Regions from separate parts of the Mus musculus genome. Here regions 1, 3 and 4 are each linked to region 2. Evidence: chromatin contacts called from public HiChIP or PLAC-seq and promoter capture Hi-C data. All regions are on one chromosome and are shown on one strand. Each heading gives the region's core, a stretch centred on a gene start, on an enhancer-like site or on the middle of the called end of the contact. The rest is flanking DNA. Distances are from core to core; before and after follow the strand shown.

Region 1 (2,924 bases), core at 339-2,838, 630 kb after region 2:
TTGAACTTTTTATCCTCCTGCCTCCACCTCCCGGTTGCTGGGTTTACAGGTGTACAGCACCTTCTGTGCCAGGATGGAGGAACTCATGCATGCCAAGTAAGCACTCTACCAACCAAGCATCCCTACTCCTTAATTTTGTTTGGAGACAAGGTTTTGGTGTATAGCCTAGGATGGCCCCAAACTCATGATCCTTCTGCCCCAGCGTTTCGAGTGCTAGGACTTACAGGCAACTGTCACCATGCCCATTACACTACCCCTGACTATCCCAAGCCTTTCGAGGGCTTAAGGGCTGAAGCCTGGAAGTACATCCTCCTCTTATCCCTCCTCTTATCTGAGCTCTTCTACAAACCATTGATCACCCTATGCCTGGGTATCATCAAAGCAGTCTCCAACCCCACAGCCTTTAATCCCAATCCTCAGAAGGCCGAGGAAGGCAGAGCTCTATGAGTTTAAAGCCAGTCTAATCTACGTAATGAGGCCTGTGTCAAGGGAGGGATGGAGGGAGGGAGGGAGGGAGGGAGGGAGGGAGGGAGGGAGGGAGGAAGGAAAGAAGATAGAAGGAAGGAAAGAAGAGAGGGAGAGAGGCAAAAAAGAAAAAGAGACAAACCAGGCTCCATCACCAGGATAGACATGACTGCCTAATAGTGGCCTCCTATACAGTCTAGAGCTACTTGGTATCAGGTTGGGGACAGTGCTCAAAAGGCAGACCTACTGGCCACACCAAACACTGCCACCTGAATCTTCACTGTACTATGCTCTGTTGGTCTGCCTAGTGAAGGCCCAAGGAATGAACCAAAAGGTCCAGAAACAGGAAACTTTTTATTGTTGCTTTTTAAAGGTATTAGGAGTGTATTTGCGTGTGAGAGAGTATACGAATGTGTCTGCACTCGTTATAGGCATATGTGAAGAAGGAGTGTCAGATTCTCCAGAGATGGAGGTGTAAGCATTTGTGAGTCTCCCAGCATGGTGCTGGGAGCCAAACTCCGGTCCTCTGGGGAGCAAGGGACATCTTTTCAGACTTCTTGCTGAAGCTTTTAAAAGCTGCATCAGTGTGGGTGGATGGATTATGCTAAAAAGATTCTAAAAAAAAACAAGTGATCTATATAGCAAATGGTTCAGGGAATCAAGGTAGGCTGGGCAGTCCAGAGGGGCCCCTGGGAAGGTCAAATAGACATATGTATTTCCTAAATGCTAATGCTGTAGCCTGGGACAGAGGCTCTTAGTTGGCTGTGCAGTGAGAATGTGGTTACTCAGATCTAAATGACGGTTTCCTGCTATCTACAAAGTGCATACAGATCATCCACTCCTGAGTACCCGGACCATAGCCTCACTGGTGTGCATACAGAGAGAAGCACATACAGGGAGGTTTGCTGGAAGCTTGGCTTATGATGGATGCTTGTCATCAATCTCTTTCCCCGGGAGATGCTTACACATGTATAGGAAGCTATGAAAGAGACGGGAGCTTTCCATGTTCTGGTATGAGATGGTCCCCAATGTATACTGTTGATTCTGGGCAGATTAGGGAAAGCAAGGTGTCGGGGGTATAGAGAACAGAGAATGCCACCAACAGGCAGTTAAGGGAATCACAGGTACCCACCTGATTGAATAGGCCTAGCCCAATAAAGATTAAGAAGAGAGTCTAGAGGGCCTGGGTGGGAGGGAAGCTCTGTATGCTCTCGGATTCTTTAGCATTTCTTAACTATGCGCATGCATGACCTACTTTTTAAAAATTTCTTTTACACAATAACTAGGAGAGCTCTAGTGTGATTGATGGCTGTCCTTGGGACTGTCTGTGTTTCTTAGGCTGGTATGTGAACTTGCTGGATTCAGTAGCTTTCCCCTTGGACTGGCTAATAATTTGTCTTCAAAACAAAAGTTCCTCCATTCTTAATGAGCGCTGTGTCCCACTCTGGGGGTGGGGAGCATCGATCACGCCTCCCCTCTTTCAGCCCTGGTCTTTTGTAGCTGTGAAAGATGAACCGACTTTGCCGGGGAAGAACCCCACCCTCACCCCAGTTACTGGTGAATATTCAGGAAGAGCCTGCTAAAGCCAGAAAGCAGAGGGGCTTTGGTGAGGTGGGCCGCTGTCTGAGGAGAGGGAGCTGTATGAGTTTGGAAGGGCTCTGAAATGACTCGCTAGGGGTTGCTTTCATTTTTAGCTTCTTTCATCTGGGAAGGATGCCTGGGAAAGACTTACTTTTTGGTCCCTCAGACTAGCGTAAGAGACCCTTTTACCCACCGCATCTTATTTTAAGTAAGGATGTCTGGGGTTTGTTTTAAGTAGGTGTGGTCAGACTTGAGGACCTGAAAATGGCTGGCAGGAGGGAGATGTTTGTCCACATCAAAGATCCCTAGTAATAGGAAGTGCAGCACCACACAAGGCCACTAGGGGAGGTACCAGGATGGTTCTGGAGGCAGAGGCTTGCTGTCAGCATGGTTCCGTGAGAAGGATTTGGGTTCGCTATTGTAAGTGGTTCTGAGAGATAGGAGCATCTCTGGCTATCTGGTCCTGGTATGGGGAAATGCAAGCATATGCACAGTGGCTGAGAGTGTGAGATCCTGCAGGCTCTAGACTATTGACCTGCATGTAAAAGCTAAAGGTCTTTGAGCATAGACCTTTTCCTTACTCACCAGCCCTTTCTCATTTCCAGGGTCGGGAGGGTGCTAGAGAGAAGGCTCAGCAGTTAAGAGTGCTTGCTCCTCTCGCAGAGGACTAGAATTAGGTTCCCAACACTCATGTTAGGTGGCTCACAATCTCCTGTAACTATAACTTCAGAGGGATCTGACGCCCTCTTGTGGCCTCCAGAGTCACTGCACTCACATGCATAAACCTACACATAGATACACATACACACAATTTAAAAGTAAAATATTAGAAAAAAAAAGTAAGAAAGTTCAGAAGGAGCCTGTGCTAGTACTGGGAG
Region 2 (2,700 bases), core at 128-2,627:
GCTTAGAATTTTGTTTTGGGCCTCCCTATTCATAGCTATTCTCAGTCACATGCATTAGACATGCCTGAAACCAAGAATATTATCAAATAGAACCAGGGTGGATAATGTAATGCTGGGCAATGGGTATAAACAGAAATGACGTTAGGAATCTGGGACACAGGAATCAGCCCACATAGGAGTCCATGACATGGGACATAGGCACAGCTGCTCAGAAGGCAGAAGCAGGGCCAGGAGGTCAAAGGCTTAGCAGTGCCTTCAGTAACTGCAGGGAGTTCTGGAATGCTGTGAACAACGTTAGAGCAAACTGCCCTGAAATCCTTGCTGCATAAGGATTCTGGACCTGACTAAAGGAAATGCAGCCAGGGAGTTCTACTGATCAAAGGGCTGGGGGTGCTGGGACAGGGCAGAAGCAGGTGGAGCTATGAGGAACATTTTTCCAAAGCCCTGTCCTTGGTCCTCGGTAGAATGGACCACATGATACCCGGGCACTGAGGTGGGGATTCTGCAACCCAAGAAAGACATGAACAAGGCACAGAGGTGAAGAAAGCCCGGCTTGAGCTAAGCATGTGCCAGAATAAGAAGATGGCTTGATTAGCAAACAGTCCCAAGCTTCTCACAGGATTAAGGGCTGTCGGTCGGTTCTGAAAGATCACTTCAAGGGACAGCGCAGAAAAAGCTACAAGAAACAGCTAACGACTTTTTTTTTTTTTTTTTTTTTAAGACTGTTGTGTCAGGGCTCTGGACTCAGATCTCCGCTGTACTTTACTGTGATAATTACTTTTTGGAACGTTTCTGGATTTTATTCCAGAGCGGAGACAGGGCAATAACCACGATAAATAATAACAGTAATCCCGCCTTTGGGGCGGGATTCGGCGCGGCGGTAGCGGAGGTGGGGAGGCATGGAGTCTCGCCCCTAGTGGTAGATCACTACTCCTGGATTGGAGTTTAAAGCAAGGCCTGGGAGGGCGGGCGGTGTACACCCGCTGGCGAGCTCGCCGAACCCTAAGACCCCATCCCTACCCTCTGAACACAGCGCACTGTCCTGAGTTTCCGGGTTACTCCCACACTGCCGAACCCTGGCTGCAGGAGAAAAACATGAGAAATCCTCCACCCGCGCGGGCTGCTAGGGCTATTGGGGCTGCTGCCATCCTAAGGCCCCAGCTGGCTTTAAAACGGTGGCCCGGAAGCCAAGCTGAGCTACGGGACCAGGACAGCAGCCAGAAATCTGACGTGTCACCGTGGAGAGCGCGGGGTGGGGGGCACGCAGCAGAGAACTGGGCGAGGTTACCGTAGGGGCGCGGAGCTGCCTGGAGACCCGAGTCCAGTGGGCGACGCGCACAGCTCTGACTTCCCTGAGCCGGAGGTTCTGAGTTTAAAGCCAAAGCTGGGGAGGAGCTCCTACAGAGGGCGGAGGAGGGGGAGTGGAGAAGGGACTTCGGGGAGGGGTAGAAGACAGAGCTTGGAAGACAGGAGTAGGGGGGTCGGGTGGGGGACAAGGCAGACACCGGAACACTAGCCTTTGTGTTCAATGAGTGCCTTTCAGACTCTGGATTCTCTTTTAGACTCATGATCTTCGCTGAGACTCGATAGAATAAAAGACGGTGACATTTTGTTCTGTTTTTATTTGTTTGTTTACTTATTGAGAGACCTGTCTCTATGTAGCTCTGGCCACTCAGGAGATTGTATGTAGAGCAGGCTGGCCTTGAACTCACAAAGAGATCTGCCTGTCTTTGCACATCCCTTTCCTAACTCCTCCACCGAGTGCTGGGATTAAAAGCTTTGTTTTGTTTTTAGATGAGAAATCAGAGGGCAATGTGGGAAGAAGGACTTAGCCTTCCACCATTCCATCCTTTGGCTTTCAGGATTCTGGTTTACATAAATCCAAGAGCCTGTGCTAAAATCCACCAGATGGGTGCATCATTTAGCTAAAAAATTCTTAATAGAACAATACTATCTATAGAAGCGTAAGTCTGACTCAGTTTCCCCCTCCCCTTCCTTTTCTCTATGTTCTCCCCCCTTCTTCATGGAAGCTGGTTATACAGTAAAGGATGATCTTGAAGTCCCGATCTTCCATCTCCATCTCCTGAGTGCTGACATTACAGACTTGTGTTACCAACGGCTTATGCTGGGAATCGAAGCAGAACTTTGTGTGGGCTCGGCAAGCACCTTACCAGTGGAGCTGCAGTCTCAGGCCCTAATTTATTTTTCAGGGAGGGAAAAAAGCAAGAATTTGGGGTATTTTTTTCTCCAAACATGATCAAATGTCCCAGGATTTACATTCACGCTCCAAGATAAACATAGGTTTGAAGATGGACCAGACAAGTACAGTCTAAGATTTATTCTTAGCCCTGGCCTTGGCCTGGTCTTTGCCTGTCTCCTTCCTCCTCCTGAGGCCTGTGCTTATTCAAGTTGCCTGCCGTCTAGTCCTCCCCTACACAGGCCATCCACTAGGCAACAGTGTGTGAAGCTGCCCCTGAGTAGCCAGCTCAGTCTCCTGGTAGAAGGCACTGAGAGACTGTCCCTGCTCAGGATATGGGATAGGCCTTCTGAGTACAAAATGGGCCAGGGACTTGCCATAGAGTTGACAGAGGTCAGAGGCACCAACCTATTGAGGGATACAGGTCAGCCATGGACCTTCTCCAACGTGTTTCTGTACTTTCCATGAGGTGCATTTAACCATTCAGAAGCCAGGAAAACTGG
Region 3 (2,999 bases), core at 166-2,665, 950 kb after region 2:
TCTCAAAATGAGAGGGTTATTGTTCGGTAAAAGATGGATAGCCATGCTTGATTGGGGCTGGAGAAGGGAGTTCTAAAAGCTAGCCCAGGGCCTCTTCCTGTTTGTACAGGCTGACAAGCTTCCACTACAAAGCTTCAATTTTCTCAGCTGATACACAGATCTAGCACGGGACCTTGAGCAGACCCAAAAAGGAGTTTGCTATGCAGTCACCAAGAAAACTGGAGCTGTTATCTTGGAAAGCGTGCCTCCTGACTATCAGAATGCCCCTTTGTGGTTAAATGTTCTTGAGGTCGAAGGCAAGCTATTCCAATATAACAAAGACTATGGCACTAGGGGATTTCCCACACACACATGCAGTAACAAAGGGTCTGCATCCTCAGAAGAACTTGGCTACATTATATCATTTACTCTGCGCTTTGGATCCCTTTCTTGTCGGCTTTTCTAGAAGATCATGGGGAAAAATATCCTAAAAGGGAGATCCAGTCCGGTTTTAGGCCTTTTTAATGCACCAATTTTGGGATTTATTAAATGTGTTTTTAAAAATCGTATGGCATTTCCTTTCCAAAATAAGGTGTGAGAGGCCAGGGCCTCTCTAGCTTTCAGACAAATAAGATTTGAGCGCTCCAAGCCCAGGTTCTGTTCCTGCTTCGGCCTCCAAATGACTTCAAAGCTACTCACCCTCAGTCCCACACAGACCTCAGTTCCTTCTCCTGTTAAAACAAGTTGGTTGGCTTTGGTAACTAGCACAGTAACAACCGTGTAGCCTAATCGTTCTCAACCTTCCTAATGCTGCGACCCTTTAATACACTTCCTCAAGTTGTGGTGGTAACCCCTGACCATAAAAAGTATTTTCGTTGATACTTCATAACTGTAATTCCACTACTGTTGTGAATCGTAAATGTAAATAAACGTGTCTTCCATTGGTATTAGGCGACCCCCAGGTTGAGAACCGCTGATTTAGCTTGTCCTGGTATTTGTCTCTTGGGTCTCAGGAACCCAGGACCAGTAATTACCTGAAGACCAGTGGGCAGCTGGCGAATAAAGCACGTGACTACGTCAAGCCCCTTAGTTCCCCAGCTCCGACTCCTAATTGGATGCTCAGTCAAAGCCTTTAACCGGTCCAGAGCCACCTTAGGTTCTCCGGAACGCCTTCCACTATCTAATCACGCGCAAGCCTGGGGAGAGTTGAAGAGATCCCCGAGCGCGGGGCACCCTCATCCTAGGCTGCCTGGCGCCCCACCTACTTCTCGGCTGGAGTTGTCCCGCTCCCCCTCGCACTAGCAGTCGGAGGGGGCGGGGGGACAGTCCGCTCGCAGGCGGGGCCTCGGCGCACTCTGATTGGTCTCCCTTATCCTCGTGACGCGCGACCCCGCCCCCGCCTACCCCCACCCCCCTCAGCATCCGCGCGGGGGAGCGGACTGTCCGGGGCTGAATTGGCGCGAGCGCGGCGCCGGGGGCTGGCTGGGGCGCGGGGCCCCGGGCTGGCGGCTTGCCAGCGCTCCCTCCCTAGCATGCACACAGAGGCGGTGGGCGGCGCGGCGCGGAGGCCCCAGAAGCTGCGAAGCCAAGCAGCGGCACCTGCCTGCCGAGGTACGTGGCGCAGCCCCCAGTCGGCAGAGCGGACACCGGGGAGCCCAGATAGCGGCGATCCGCCTTTGCGATACCCCAGGCCCAGCGGCTCCTCCCCAGCCCTGCGACGCCGGACGCGCCTGCTAGGGGACACGGGCGGAGGGTCGCGGCCCCTGGCTGCCTACATGGGCGCCCCCGGCGCAGCCTGCGCAGGTGTGGACGCGGCGCTGCGGGTAAGGATGACCTGCCCCGCGTGGCAGGTCCAGCCAGAGTGGCCCTCTTCACGTCGCTTGGTTCTGGGATTTTAATTCATTGCTGGAACCTTCTGAGCCGGCAGAGTCGAATAGACTCAGTGTCTCCCTTGACTGCTTTGGGGAACCTTGTACAGGGTAACTAGTGGCGCCTGAACCCTCCTGGTGCATCCATGTGGGTAGACGTGCAGTGTGAAAGTGGGTAGCTTTCTGCTGGCAGAAATTCACTGGTGACCTTCCCTGCCCCCTCTCTGCGGCCAGTCCTGCGGAGGAGACACATTGGGAGACCGTTTTGGTTTCTTGGAAATTTTAAGCTGTGTCCTGACGAGGGGACGCGTTCTTTGTGCGCTGTTTTATTTGTTTGTTTTGCGGAGAGGGTGTTAGAGAACAATTGGTAGGACCCCAGTAAATGAAAGCTCTTGTCCCTACTGCACATCAGCTGGATGACCTTGGCAGACACTGATATCCTCCTGTGGGGAGCTTGCTCTCCAGGTCTGTACTGGAAGACTTAACTTGCTGTTGGCTTGGGTCTCTTCCACAATGAGTTTGTGGTTTTAACCATTTAGAATAAATATGTCAATTGGCGAGAACTCTGTAGAATCACTAGCTGACTTGGAAATGAAATTTTTATACCTTTCCCCCCAGTAATTCAGTCTTAATTCACATATATGAATTTTGCCTTTGCAAAATTAGGTGTAAATGTAAGTAGATGTACTTAAAAGGAGGAAGAGGCATTTTTATGTGTTGTGCTTTTTCTGGGACCGATGGGTTTCAGGTTCCTTCAGCCAAGAGCTGTGCTGGGTTTTAGACTTACAAAGGAAGGAGACTCACACTCATCTCTGCCCTCTGGTGTCTAGCCAAGCCTTCCCTTGGTTTATGACTGTAAATCCTCTTCTACCTGCAGCCCTACGCAAATGCTGGGCCTGAGAAGAGGGATTTGTCTGCTGAAAGAAAGGACCAGAAAAGTAGGTTTTGGTTTCTTTTGTGTAATTCCATATCCTGACAGCTCAGAATGGTTTCTCACATTGCTGGTTGCAGGGCTAGGAATTGTCTGATTTCCAAGTTTTTGGTCAAGAGAATATTAATATGAGCTTCCAGAGCACTGTAGTCAGAGTGCTGCATCTCCTGACACTCATGTCTGCTATGTGGTCGGTGCTGTGGCTATCAGGCTGATAGTGT
Region 4 (2,805 bases), core at 299-2,798, 560 kb after region 2:
TGGAACATGAGATTCAATAGCTGCCCAAAAGCGAAATGACCAACCTCCAAATGCTTCAACATTACATTAACCCCCTCTATATCACAAGTAGTTTATGGGTTTTTTTTTGAGACAAAGAAGACATACAGACAAAGAGAAATGAAAGAAGACAACTCTCTCATAGCCCCTTAATTGTCAGAAAGTATTTTCTATCTGTATGTTCATACACTTAAGGGGGGTGAGGGAGAGAGACTGAGACAGACTTGGAATCATGTAGTCCAGGCTGGCCTTGAACTCCCAAGTAGCCATGAATGACTTTGAACTCGCCTTCCTGTCTCCTCCTCCTGAGGGTGAGTGTTACAGGGTCAATTACCACGCCTGGGATTTGGAATGAGGGGGTTGGGATGGCCTTAGGATACTAGCCTGGGCTCCTGTTTCTACCTCCCAAGAATTGGAGTCATAGGCACATGTCACCGTGCATATTCTATCATATTTGAAGGCACTGCCAAAGTCCAAAGTCACCTTGCCTCTGCAAGAAGCCTCATTGGGCAGAGCTCCTTTAGAAAAAGCTATAAACTAGGTCTCTACAGAATTTCTCACACTGGGCACTGAATTTTACACAACTGAATATCTGCAAAGAAGAGCAGGTCACTGGAACCTAAACTACTGGAGGGAGGGAGGGAGCAGCAGAGCCCAGGGATAAAAAGGACAAAGGCTTTCAAGTGCTATTGAAGTTGGTTCAGGTCCATCCTCAGGATGAGCAAAGCAAGTCACAAAGCCTGGCTGCAAAATTTAAAGGGACACCATAAAATTCCGTGATCAAGACAAATCCTATATGATGCAATATTTTAAAAATGCATTGACGTGTTGATACTGAACGCGGTTTCCATTTTGCCCAAGATGCCACATGGCTCTGTTAACACTGCTGGGTCATGATGTATGATGCCCTTCGGCTCTCATAGCCCTCCGAGCTGAGGCTGGAGGACGAATCAAAGACAGAAGTGAATGTATGGACAGGGAATGTCTGAGGTGTGGGTCTGTGAGACCGCTCCCCTAGTGCTTGCCGCCATGGCTGATGATGGCCCGAGCTATCACCGGGACAACTGCATTGAACTGACTCCTGCATGTTGACCTCTGACGTGTGTGTGTGTGTGTGTGTGTGTGTGTGTGTGTGTGTGTGAGAGAGAGAGAGAGAGAGAGAGAGAGAGAGAGAGAGAGAGAGAGAGAGAGCTGCAGTAGAAACAACTGAAGGGACACGCGGTGACTGGTGATGGGGTTGCAGTCAAAGAGATCGAGTTGGGACACTAGAGCTGTCAGTAGGCAGACACTTGCTGAGATGTTGACTTATGGGATGCTAGTTGAAGGCTTCAGGTTTCTCCTGAGGCTAGCGTATTATCTAAGTGAAGAATGACAGAACCTCGTCTAGACAGGTGTAGGCAGGATTTCAAAGTCCAGATTCAGACCTCAGTTTCCCCACTTCACCTAGTGAAGGTGAGGCAGCCCTCCCTGGGGGTTCGGAGGCCCAGTGCACTGAGCCACCGCACCACACGGTTTCACAAGGAGGGCGGAGGAGGACCCGCCCTGGCTGCAGCTCTGGGGCTGGGACGATCGGAGCAGGGGCGGGTCGCGCTGGTGCCCTCACCGCTAGCCGCCCAATCGCCGTGGGCCCGCGGAGCCCCTGGGGGCTGGGGCAGCGGGCGGAACGTGCCGCGGCTGCGCCAACGCGCGAGCGCGGGGCCGGACCGGGCGGGTGCGCTCAGTCTGGCGGCAGCGGCGGTGCACAGACAGACAGACGTGCCGGGAGCGCAGCACCGCCCGCAGCCCAGCAATCCGGGCCGCGCCAGCCCGCCCGCCCGCCATGGTGTCGTGGATCATCTCCAGGCTGGTGGTGTAAGTGGCCTCTTCTCCTGTGTCCCTTCTTCCCTTCCCTCCCGATCCCCATGTCCCCTTAGGGCCGCGCGCCCCTGCGAACCACCAGCCCCGGGTCGCTAGCTATTAATACCCGGCGGTCGCTAAATTTAGCAGGTACAGTAGCTGCCTGGGGACGCGGGCAGCGCGAGGCGGCGTAGGACGCGCGACGCTACAGACCCATGGGTAGCCGCGGGCGCAGGCGGCGCCTTGCAGGGAGACCGGGGCGTGGGTCCCCGCACGATGGTGGAGTTGCCGGGGCTGGGCAATGGGTCTCGCCTTCTCTCTGTTGCTTTGTTCCATTCCGGGTGGGGCGGATTTGCAGAGGCCCCGAGTGGGTGCTCCACGCGTTCTCTCTCCTTTGGAAGAAAATGCCTTGGGCTCGCCTGCCGCCGCGCTTTGTCGGGTGAAAATGACATACAGTCCAGACAAGCCAGGGGCGCTGCCTGAAGGGGTCATCGCGGAGATGAGTAGCCAGATGGAGGTGGGGCACTCAATGAAGTGGGAAAATACTCCTTTTTAGGTTTTTCAAATAGACAGAGGCAAAGGCAGGTGGCAAGTACATTAGTGTGCATCTTGGAGTAGATGTCTTCCTTCCTCTTGCCTGCTCTCCTTTGCAGGGGTTTGAGAGACAGGGGCAGGCATCTCTAGGAATGCACAGGGAAATTTCCGAGTGACAGACAGCACCCCTTCCCCCCACCCCCCAAGGGCGGTGGCAGTGATACCTCCCAGGCGGTGCAGGAGAGCAGAGTCATCTGGGGTGAGGCCTGTATGAAGTCCTTGGGGGATGTGTGATGGGGACTTTTGTTTTATTTCCAATATTGCCTCTCACCTTTCTTACCTGGATCTGGAAGATTGATTTAGCACCTGCTTAGGGGACCTGGGACTGAAATGGGTCTGGGGGTGGGGGGGCTTGGA

The links. Promoter capture Hi-C pulls out the DNA fragments that hold promoters and counts their contacts. HiChIP or PLAC-seq counts read pairs in DNA pulled down with a chosen protein or histone mark.
Region 1: a promoter capture Hi-C map of embryonic stem cells shows a contact between it and region 2, with 5 times the contacts expected there. The contact joins the enhancer-like site here to the promoter of Thnsl2 in region 2. A contact is called at or near these places in 3 of 39 promoter capture datasets (the 3T3-L1 cell line, cranial neural crest and embryonic stem cells), 1 of 15 datasets of contacts at CTCF or cohesin (stem cell-derived epiblast-like cells), 5 of 115 datasets of contacts at active chromatin or transcription factors (T-cell acute lymphoblastic leukemia, astrocytes, bone marrow-derived macrophages and 2 more) and 4 of 9 other capture datasets (embryonic stem cells, liver, macrophages and 1 more).
Region 3: an H3K4me3 HiChIP or PLAC-seq map of bone marrow-derived macrophages shows a contact between it and region 2, with 6 times the contacts expected there. The contact joins the promoter of St3gal5 here to the promoter of Thnsl2 in region 2. A contact is called at or near these places in 2 of 39 promoter capture datasets (pre-B cells and stem cell-derived epiblast-like cells) and 2 of 115 datasets of contacts at active chromatin or transcription factors (astrocytes and bone marrow-derived macrophages).
Region 4: a promoter capture Hi-C map of stem cell-derived epiblast-like cells shows a contact between it and region 2, with 4 times the contacts expected there. The contact joins the promoter of Reep1 here to the promoter of Thnsl2 in region 2. A contact is called at or near these places in 18 of 39 promoter capture datasets (the 3T3-L1 cell line, 3T3-L1-derived adipocytes, the HPC-7 cell line and 10 more), 2 of 115 datasets of contacts at active chromatin or transcription factors (embryonic stem cells and stem cell-derived neural progenitor cells) and 2 of 9 other capture datasets (adipose tissue and liver).

What each region holds. Positions count from the first base shown.
Region 1 is chr6:71,768,688-71,771,611 of GRCm38.p6, forward strand. The region is part of intron 3 of Reep1 (receptor accessory protein 1); the gene reads left to right. Among named protein-coding and RNA genes, the nearest start is that of Mrpl35, 54 kb to the right of the region's middle. Within about 2 kb of position 1,589, at least 10 of the 459 cell types and tissues checked have an H3K27ac peak or open chromatin away from gene starts, as enhancers often do. A contact at or near this core is called in T-cell acute lymphoblastic leukemia and embryonic stem cells, where this site is marked.
Region 2 is chr6:71,143,003-71,145,702 of GRCm38.p6, forward strand. Thnsl2 (threonine synthase-like 2 (bacterial)) reads right to left here and starts at 1,378. Exons shown (of 9, transcript NM_001033929.2): 1 at 1,289-1,378.
Region 3 is chr6:72,096,193-72,099,191 of GRCm38.p6, forward strand. It overlaps St3gal5 (ST3 beta-galactoside alpha-2,3-sialyltransferase 5), which reads left to right and starts at 1,416. Exons shown (of 7, transcript NM_001035228.2): 1 at 1,416-1,590. The coding sequence starts at 1,512.
Region 4 is chr6:71,706,133-71,708,937 of GRCm38.p6, forward strand. Reep1 (receptor accessory protein 1) reads left to right here and starts at 1,549. Exons shown (of 7, transcript NM_178608.4): 1 at 1,549-1,869. The coding sequence starts at 1,838.